Regions from separate parts of the Callithrix jacchus genome. Here region 2 is linked to region 1. A link is a contact called in public Hi-C data. All regions are on one chromosome and are shown on one strand. The core of a region is the stretch at or near the end of the contact, and the rest is flanking DNA. Distances in the headings are between cores, read along the strand shown.

Evidence for each region. Hi-C and Micro-C count contacts between places; a contact is called where the count stands out from the background.
Region 2: a Hi-C map of skeletal muscle shows a contact between it and region 1, with 6 times the contacts expected there. The contact joins the enhancer-like site here to the promoter of EGLN1 in region 1. A contact is called at or near these places in 2 of 3 Hi-C or Micro-C datasets (both in skeletal muscle).

What each region holds. Positions count from the first base shown.
Region 1 is chr19:53,462,025-53,467,314 of calJac240_pri, reverse strand. It overlaps EGLN1 (egl-9 family hypoxia inducible factor 1), which reads right to left and starts at 2,717. Exons shown (of 3, transcript XM_078357337.1): 1 at 1,416-2,717. The coding sequence starts at 2,306.
Region 2 is chr19:53,504,870-53,510,159 of calJac240_pri, reverse strand. All of the region lies in intron 1 of EGLN1 (egl-9 family hypoxia inducible factor 1), which reads right to left. Among named protein-coding and RNA genes, the nearest start is that of EGLN1, 43 kb to the right of the region's middle. Within about 2 kb of position 2,074, at least 2 of the 16 cell types and tissues checked have an H3K27ac peak or open chromatin away from gene starts, as enhancers often do. A contact at or near this core is called in skeletal muscle, where this site is marked.

The DNA of each region.
Region 1 (5,290 bases), core at 1,468-3,967:
GTTCCATGACAACGTTCATTTTTAAAAGTATCAATGAAAAGCTAGTAAAAGACCAAGGCTGAGATTTCATCAGATCCCCCTTTTCCTTCCAGTTTAATATGATTCAACTGTTCGTAAGACTACATGAAATTAAGATGTGTGCCTTCACCCAGCAATGAAGTGGCAATACGTAAATGAGACTCCACATTGTATTTTTCCCCACAAAATTTTCATGTTTATAATTTTTCTCATTGCCTATGTTCAGCCTTCCGAGCAGCCTGAGAATCACATGTAATGACTGTCAAAACAGATGGTCTCACACACACTCCAAAAAAACCACTGGGAAGAGTCAGCATGTGTGTACAAACATGTAAGTGTGATGCTCTCCCAAGTCCATCTCTCAAAACTCACAAAATCAGACAGAGACTGATGGTGGAGGAGGGAGGCCTGGGAGTAGCTGGATATAAAGAAAAGATCAAGATCTGAGAAGCAAAATGAATAAGACCTGCAAGAGAGTATTAAGGAAGAAAGAGTGCACCGTGAGGGAGAAAAAGAGAAAATAGACTAGGTAGGAAGTGAAGAAATCTGTGGAGAAAAAAACGCAACAGTAAAGAGAAAACAAAAAGATCTCACCAAATTGGGAGGATAAAACAAGTCCTCCTGCTCCAATTTCGTGTTGTTTTTTCCAGGAAGCTACAAAACAGTTCTTTTTCAACAGAAGGATAACATTAACAAAGCAAATAAAGGAAACCAATGCTAAAAATGTAGCCTACCTACACAGAGAGATCCGAAAACGGAAATACTTCTTTTCCCTTTTTGTAATGGGTTTCAAAACAGTAGGAACAGGGAGAGGGTAGGAGCTATAAGAGGGGGAGGGGAGTAGCCACGCTCTTCCTGAATATGGAGAGTCTTTCGACTAAACGCTTAAATTTACCTTTTTGTGGTCAGCCGGCAAATTCTTAACTGAACACAGCGTTTGACTCTCAATCAAAATGTGACGAGTGATTCAGACAGCACAGGAAATTTAAGTGCTTATGCAAACACAAGACAGATGCAGCATCAGGACTTGCTTTGGGTGGTACTCTAACACCCCCTCACTGGGTGGCTAAAACGCCACTAAGGAATGAATTGTGACTAACAGTGGAATGGAAGAAAAGAAGAAAGTAGCAAAGTTAAAGCGCCTACGTTTAGCCAGAAAACTATGCAATTAGCCGGAGAAGTCTGTGGACTGGCAGTAAGTGGAAAACAGCGGACACAAAGCGGCTAACCAGATCAAACAGTTACCCCGAATTCTGTCCGTCTTCCTTACGGGGTGCTATACACAAAGTCCTTTCTATACAGAGGAAGGCTGCTCCTCAGCCTAGGCAGTTACCGTCACGAGAGGGGCTGCCCGCCGAGAAGGGCATGTCCAGCGCAAACCCGCAGCCCACACTTACTTTCGTCCGGCCATTGATTTTGTAGCTGCCCAGCTTCCCGTTACAGTGGCGGATCAGGTCGTCCATGCTGCTCATGAGCAGCCCAATGGTTTCGCAGCCGGGCTCCTTGCCCTCGATCCAGGTGATCTTATCGCCTCGGATGTCCTTGGACGAATCACTCTTCTGGCTGACTAGCTGCCCGTCCGTGAACTTCCCGGTGTCGTGCAGGGCGCGCACCTCGTCGCCGATCTGCTGTCCGGTCTCCTTGCCGAGGAAGTCGTCCACCACACAGATGCCGTGCTTGTTCATGCAGGGCACGATGTACTCGAGCGCCAGTTTCAGCGCCGGCAGGGGCTTCGTCTGCCCGTTGGGCCGCAGGCCGCCGCTGTGGCTCAGCGCATCCCCGGGCGTGTTGCTCGGGGGGTACAGGTTCGCCTTCTCCTGGAACAGCGACGAGCGGGCCGGCTGCTCCTCCTTCCCGGGCTCGGCCTCCGCTGCCACCGCCGAGGCCTGGCCGCCGGGGGCCGCGCGAGACGGGGACGCGGCCGCCGCGGGGTCGGCCGCGGGCTTGGCCTTTGCCTTTGCCTTGGCCGCGTCCCCGGAGGCGCTGTCCCGGCGCGCCGCTGCCTTCCTGGCCTCCCGGGCCCCGGACCTGGGCGGCGGCGCTGCAGCCGGCGGCGCGGGGCCGGAGTGCTGGTGCGGGCCCACTCCGTGGCCGAGGGCGCCCTCGCTGCCCTGGCACACGAGCTTGTGCTTCTTCCAGTCCTGACGCTGGTGCTCCTTGCAGCAGTAGAAGGAGCTGCGGCAGCGGCTGCAGCGCAGCAGGTTCTCCATCTTCCCGCATAGCTCGCAGTACTGCCGGTCTCGCTCGCTCGGGCTCGGCCCGCCGGGTCCGCCGCTGTCATTGGCCATGGCGGCGGCGGCGGCAACGGCGGCGGCTGCGCCCGAGCAGGAGGGGTGGCGGCCGGACGGCCTCGCCCGAGGCTGGGGAGCGGGGAGAGAAATCGGGGCCGTTACTGCGCCATGCACCCGCTACCCTCGCCTCAGGGAGGCCGGCACCCCGCGCCCTCGGCCCGGCCGCTTCCGAGTCCTAGGCTCCGGCGCAGAGCCGGTGGCCGCCTTAGCGCCTCATCGCCGCCGTGGGCTGAGAAAACGTGGCCTGTGCGGCGAACGGCAACCTGGGCTCGGGCGCGCGGGCCTGGGGAGCGTAAGACCGGCCCCCTCGGCCGCCGTCGCCGCCTCAGCGTCCCGGGCGGCCCGGCCCAGGCTGTGGAGGAGCGCAGGGCATGCGGGCGCCACTCGCTCTGCGCGCTCTGCACGTACACCACGGCCCCGCGGCGACCCGGGCGGGCGGCGCGCGAGGGCGGAGGGGGCGGAGGGAGGGCCGGGGGGAGGGCCGAGGGGCGGGGGCCGCGCTCACACTTGGGCGCTGGCGCGGCGCCTGGGCCGCCTGCGCTCCTCCGCACTTGGCGGGGCCGGACCTCGGCCTCAGAGCCGGGTCGCCCGCCCTCCGTCCACCCGGGGCGGGGCCGGGACGCAGAGGCCGGTGAGCTGCCTCAGCCCGCAGCGGCCTGCGCGGGGACGCAGAGGGGCCGGCCCGCGAGCGGCGGAAAGGCGTGGGGCCGCGCGGGCAGCGCCTACACCTGCTAGGGGAGGGCGCCGGCCGCGAGCGGGTGGCGGAGCGGCGGCGGCGGCGGCGTAATCATGGCTGCTCTTCCTGCAGGCGGGCGCGAGTTGTGCGAGGCGCGCTCGGGTTAGGGTTACAAGGTGGCTACTGTGATCCTCATTTTGTAGAGGAGGAAACGGAAATTCAGAGAAGTAAAGTAACTTGCCCAAGGTCACGCAGAACTGACTGGGACTGAATCCAGCAATCAGGCGCTCAGATTCCAAGGCTGTTTTTTCCATTGCTCCATCCAGCCTCTATTTCAAGAAGCCGTGAAATGGTTAAGAACAAAAATAAGTATTACTGTGATGTTAATCCAATCTCTTGTGCCCCGTTTCAACCTAATTTAAAGGTTATGAAATTTGAGGGTTAAAATCAAAAACATTTTTAAAACCTTTGAAATCCCGCCGAGTTCGAACCCCCATGATTGGGCTACCAAGTCAAATGAGTGCTTATTCCAATATCCAATTTAAACTGATGGAATTATCCCTGAAAAGTTAATTTTGGTAGTAAGTGAGCAGTACTACTACATTAACGACTCTCACATTTATTTTTAATAGAATCTGTGCTACGCTGATGGATACAATTCTTTGTTTTATAGAGCATAAAAACCTTTCCATAAATAAGCCAAGGATGTTTCTGCTGTTATTTGTCTTAAGAATAAAAAGGCCTGTGACTTAGAGTTTAACAGTCTTTATCGAACACTTACTGTGGAAAATTCGGTGCTAGGCTTGTGTATCACTTGAATATACTGTAACTTCAGTCCTTGAGATATAGCCTTCCAAGCTTAAAGAAGCTGCAATATGTATTTCAAAAGCAGGATGTATGGAATTACTATAAACCACATTGTAGAATTTAAAAAAAATAAAGCTTGAATCCAAAAATATAAAACCTCTTCATCAAATATACATAATTTAAAACTGTTATAAAAGTCTGCTACATACGTAAATGGCATTCTGGGGATCCAGTCAGGTGGAAGAGGATAATAATTCAATCAGCTTGTCATTTGGGAAACTGAGGTAAATATACTCACATCTTCAAATTCCAAACCGAACTAAAAATCCACATTTCTGTAAAGAATTAAGACCTGGATCTGTCTTATGTGTATCCTACTTTCCCAGAGCTTTATTAAATACAGTAAAATGTCATTGTTGCAGACATTACTGATTAGGCTGTTCAACAGATGAATTGGGAGTGTACCATGTGCTACACTATCCTTGACAAACAAATGAATTAGTCATACTACACTCAGAGACACATAGTCCAATGCAGGAGGCAGATATGTAAAGAAGGACAATCCAGAGTTCGGAGTTTCCTAAAAGAGGGATGAATAGGATGGAATGGTAACACAGAAAAAGGAATTGGCTTTAAAACCCAGAAGCAAGCTATCTGTGAAACTGCTTTGCTATGTGTGTGTTCAACTCAGAGAGTTGAACCTATGTTTTGATTCAGCAGTTTAGAAACACATTTCATGTTAGAATCTAGAAAGAATCTAGCTCTGCTGTTTGCACTAATAAAATCTAAGCAAATTAATTCAGAAATTCTTAAAATGTAAAGCAGCTATCTCATGGCTTACGAAAAACTTTTAAAACATTTTTCATACACAAAAATTATGTAAAGTATAACAGATAAAAGTAGAGTCTAATACCTCTTGGGCCTTCTTTTACTACAGTAATTATAAGTGATTATTAATTATTCACAAGAGCAAGAACTTTACTAGGAACACTCATTCCATGAAACTTGATTCTTACAACAATTTCTTTAAAATTCACTATTTCAATCTATGGTGTGTCCAAAAATTATTTACATCTCTATATGCTCTTCTCATGTATTTTAACTGAATTTTACTTAAAAGAATAGATGTCTATATCAAAACCTTTATAAGCTTTCTTGTTCCAATTAAGTATACAAAATCACAAATTAAACATGTATATCCTAAATATACTTAACCCATCAAGTATAACACTTGCAATATTTTAAAAATAGAATGGACAAATATAAAATACTGATTTCAAATAGTTCCAAAGATCCTTGATTTCAGGATTTCCACCTATTCAGGCTTAATAATCTGAACGAATTCCAAATTAGTGAGGTTTCACCACACCATTTGCTGGTGAACAATCTTGTCGCCAACCAGATTCTGGAACTCCGGTAGCATTGTACCAGTGGCCACTTACTCAGCTCTTATAGACAGACTTCAGAATGTCATGGAAGAATATATTTAATTTATTTA
Region 2 (5,290 bases), core at 825-3,324, 43 kb before region 1:
TTTACCCTCTTTGAATCAGAAAATTATTTGCTCAGATTATAACAAGATGTGATTCAGAAGATTGATAGATATTCAGCATGAAGGTAGAAAAGAGGCCCAAAAATAAAAAGCACAAAATATCCTCCATATTCCAGGTGTACATGATAATCAACTGAAATTGGTGAGAGTATTTTTTATTATGAAGAAAATAGACAAAGATGTTCAAGGTTATGAGCTATTCTTGTTTTTGATTGTTTGTTTTGATGGAGTCTTACTCTGTCACCCAGGCTGGGGTGCAGTGGTGTAATCTCAGTTCATTGCAACCTCCGTCTCCCAGGTTCAAGCAATTCTCCTGCCTCGGCCTCCCAAGTAGCTGGGATTACAGGTGCACGCCACCATGCCTGGCTAATTTTTGTATTTTTAGTAGACATGGGGTTTCACTGTGTTGGCCAGGCTGGTCTTGAACTCCTGACCTCAAGTGACCCGCCCATCTCAGCCTCCCAAAGTGCTGGGATTACAAGCGTGAGCCACCAGGCCTGGGTGGTTATGAGCTATCTTTGAAGTTCTTTATTTCCTCATGTATTAAAGCCAATGAATTAGTATAAAGTTGTCAAACAATAACTGAATTGTTCTATCATACTAAAGATAAATGTTAATTTTTAAAATTCACTTGCTGGCCGGATGTGGTGGCTCATGCCTGTAATCCCAGCACTTTGGGAGGCTGAAGCGGGTAGATTGCCTGAGCTGAGTTTAAGAGTTCACAACCAGCCTGGGCAACATGATGGAAACCTCGTCTCTACTGAAATACAAAAAAATTAGCCAGGCATGGTGATGTACGCCTGTAGTCCCAGCTACTCGAGAGGCCGAGGCAGGAGAATTGCTTGAACCCAGGAGGCTGAGGTTGCAGTGAGCTGAGATTGCACCACTGCACTCCAGCCTAGGTGACAGAGCAAGACTTTGTCTCAAAAAAAAAAAACACTAAAATTCACTTCCCATCCTTAAGAAACTAAGACACTAAAATTCACTTCCCATCCCTAAGAAATTAAGAGGCATCTTAAACCTATATCCTTATTTAAAAATCCTGTTTTCCTAGACACTTCAAATTCACTGCTGTTTATGAGAAGCAGAATTTTTGGAGAACATTATATATGTCTCTATTTTTCCTGACTCCAAACAGACTTAACAAGTTCCTTCTTTTACCACCGGAGGTTGATAATAACCAGGGGTATGGCATGGGCTTAGTGGGTTTAAGTGCTCAATAAATGATGAGCCCAAATAATTTCCTTGTCACTAGCTGTATATAAAGTTAAGTATATAGAGAACAATGACATGATATTCTTGAACAGTGGATGACATTTGAGTTTAGACTTAAATGAAGGGAGTGGCAAGTTGGGCAACTCTCTGAAGGGATAGCTTATGTGGCAGAGGCAAAATGAGTGCTCAAAGTCTAATAAGGCAGGAAACAGCAGCAGGCCAGTGTGGCTGGAACACAGAGAACATGGGCCAACATGATCAGAGAGGAACCAGGTAACCTAGGGTTGCAGGGCCTGATAAGCCACAGGAAGGCCTTTGGATATTGCGCTAAGAAGTGACAGCCAATAGAGAATGTATCTGACTCATGTTTTAAGAATATCAGTTTCAAGTCTGTATGAATAAAAAGAAAAACAAACACAACAACCTCAATATTGCTCACCACCTAACATTTATTGGACACTTATTGTTTGCCATGTCCTAATTTAAGTAATTTATGCGTAATAAGTTGTCTGAGACAACCATGTGAGGTAAAAAGTATCATTGTTTTCATCTTCATTTCACTGTTAAGAAAACTGAGGCTTAGAAAGGCTAATGAGTATTCTCAAAGTCACATGACAGGGAATCTGGTTCCAGAGTCTACGGAATTAACCACTGTACTAGATTGCAGGAAGGAAGCGTGAAAAGAGAAGACTAAGTTAGCTATTGCAGTTTCCAGGCAAGAAACAAAGAGGCTGAACCCAGAGTAGCAAAGCGGGGTGTATTCTGAAGGCAGAAAACCAGCATGATTTGCTAATGGGTAGAGAGTGAGAAGAGTCAAGAAAGCTTTTGGGGTTTTCAGCCTATGTGAATAAATGAATGGAGTCACTGTACATGTAAATGGAAACACTAGGTGAAAGAGCAGTTTTAATAGCATGTGTGGGTAGGAGAGGAGTTTCTCAGTAGTTGTCAAAATGTGCCAGACATCCCAGAATAGAACAAAACTGACGGCACCAGGATTGTGTCCCAACACGGGATCTGTTTGTATTAGTCACTTCTAAACTGCTTTCCTTAGAGTCCTAGGGCCCTAGGGTTCCGTGGAGGATATATAGGGGTGGGGACTAATTGGTAATGAAGTGATAGAGAAGAGGCCAAACAAGCAGGTTTTATCCCAACCTTCAACTAGAGGCAGTGCTTAGCTGTTTCCTATGTAGTATTTGAATTCCAAGTGAGGCTTCTTTGAAAAAATAAAAGGTGCAATAAAGAAAAGTTTTAAATGTTATGTTTTGAAGAAAAGTTTTAATAAGTTTAATGTAATTGTGTTAATTAAGTTATATAATCCCCAGTATAGCTCAGTTATCACCATCTAAATGTATTGTTCAAAAATGACTATTACCACTGTAGTCTCTCTTTTTTTTTTAAATTAAGAGACCTGCAAAGCTACTGAAAATTAAACCACTGTAGTCTTATCTGGCATTCCCTAGGTCCCCTGTGCTCTGCTCTGGTGACAGGAATACTGAAAAATGAGGAGAAAGGAAGAAGGGAGAGGGGATGAGTGCTCCACAGGGCCTGCATGAATCTGCCAATTTAATTAACTTGCCAATACTAGCCTCAGGAAAGGCAGTAGTTCATGATTATAACTGTAAAAAGGATAACAAGTAAAACACCAGCATAACCCTGTAAACTAGAAAGCCTGAAAAAGAAACAATCCAATCCACTACTAAATAATTCTGAGGGAAATTACTAATTTGCCATCTTGTAGAGACACCAACTTTAAATGTTTCAATTTCTCATTGAGAAAAATCTGCTTATACATAAACAAAACACCACTATTTGTTCTTTTCTGGTATGAAAATATACGTAATTGAGGATGTTCTTTTTTATGTTTTCAAAGACAAGGTCTCACTATGCTGCCCAGGCTGGTCTTCAACTCCTAGGCTCAAGCAATCTGTCTGCCTCAGCCTCCCAAAGTGCTAGGACTACAAGCGTGAGCCACTGTGCCTGGTTGATTGAGAATGTTCTTAAGATAGGAAACAGCATAAATTTGTTTTTCACTCTGAGAATAAAAGGAAGGAAGAGGTCTGCAATGCTTCTGAGGAATCTAAGAGACATTTATTTCTAGCATTACTAGACTTCAATATGAAGCTGAACTAGGAAACTTATTTTTCCTTTTTGAACCGAATTACTTTAAAACAGAGATACAAAGCTCACAAAACTTTGATGGGTTACAGAACTACTATTTTTACCATGAATGAAGGGAAAAGATTTACTATCTGAAAATGTGCCCTATTAAAATATATTATCAAAGTACTATGCTTTGACATAGCACTATGCCTTTTGTAGAGCTTGACAGCTAACATTTACTGATCACTTATCATAGGCCAGGCATGGATTACCTCAGTCATTCTTTACAGCAAACCTTAGGTAGGTACAATTTCTCCTTCCCCCATTTTAGAGACCAGAAAACTAAACTAGAGTGAAAATAAAAAACTTGCTGAAGGTCAGAGACTCTATGTGGCAGAGGCAGGATATGAACTGAGGCAGTCTAGATAGAAAAACAACTTTCTCTTCTTCAATTCCTTGCTCCAGTAAGACATGTATATAGTCTGCCCAAGAGTTCAGATGAAATTGGTAATGCAGACTCCTAAGTGGCCCACCACCTGCTGTAGTGGCACATGCTCATTATGCCTAATGCCCAAGTCTCCCATGTCAAGATGTACAGTAGGTCCTCACTTAACAGCCTAGATAGGTTCTCAGAAACTTTAAGTGAAACAATGTGTAACAAAACCAAGTTTACCACAGGCTGATTAACATAAAAGTTAAGCTCCTACAGCATATTTGTGCCCACAAAATGTTGCCAAACTTCTAAAGACTAAAACACTTCTAATGGTAAACACTGAAATAAATGCGAGCTATATATACATTTAAGAAAGATTAATAAAAACAAGGTAATTATTTATGCAATTAGTCCAGTTTCGGGTTGCAGATGGTTGGAGCCTATCCCTGGAGCTCAAGGTACAAGATGGGAACGAGACTTGGGCAGGATGCCATCCTACTGCAAGATGCACTCACACACACTCACATTCACTCATACTAAGACAACTGAGATATGCCAGTCCAACCAATGTGTTCATCTTTGGGATGTGGGAGGAAACTGGAGCACCTGGAGAAAACTCATATGCATGAGGAGAATTTGCAAGCTCCACACAGACAGTGGCCTCAGCCAGGAATTGATTCTTTCTCCCTCATCAACATATAACAAAATGACACTGAAAAGAATGTTATTCAAGAATCTGCTGTATTGCATATGGTATTTTTCAGTTCTACAGCTATACCTTTTAAGTCTCTTCCCTATCCACTCCCAAGGCACACCAAAAACATCACTATCACTACATTTGGGGTCTATAAAAACCTGGTTCAAATATGGAAGAAAACAGGTCATGCTGGTAGGCCATCCAGGGGGGGATTTTCAAAGGATAGTTGGAAACGTGAGTGTGGAACTCCGAAAAACAAGTCATGACTGGAAATGTAAATTTAGGAGCCATCTTTGCATGTGACAGTTGAAGCCATGTGCCTGCCAGAGATTGCAAGGAAGGAAGTATAGAGAGAAGAGAACAGAAGACAGATTCTTACGGAACAGTCACTTAGAGTAAGAACTCTTATTCTAAATAAGAGTTGATAAATAAATAAAGTTGTTGCTTTCTTGACCACAGTAAACAACTAAGTGGTCAAAAGCTTATTTACTGTAAATTATTTCTGACTAAGTTTTTGACTAACTCATTTCTTAGTGTAACTGATAAATTTCTTTTTTCAAAAAAGACATAAGGGCATATAGGTTGTTTCCTTAAAAACTAAAAAATGCTCTTATAATAATACTGTGATCAAAAATAGTTTTGAAGGTTAATCTTTGTAAGTCCTTGATATCTTTATAAAATTAAATTACTATAAGTGAAATTATTAGGTCTTAAAGCTTTTTAATTGCTGAAATGTTCTCCAGAATGATTGCATGAGCTTATATTCCTACTAGTTTTGTATGGGTGCCCACATCTTCTTAACCATTTGTCAACCCTGGGTAGTAAAT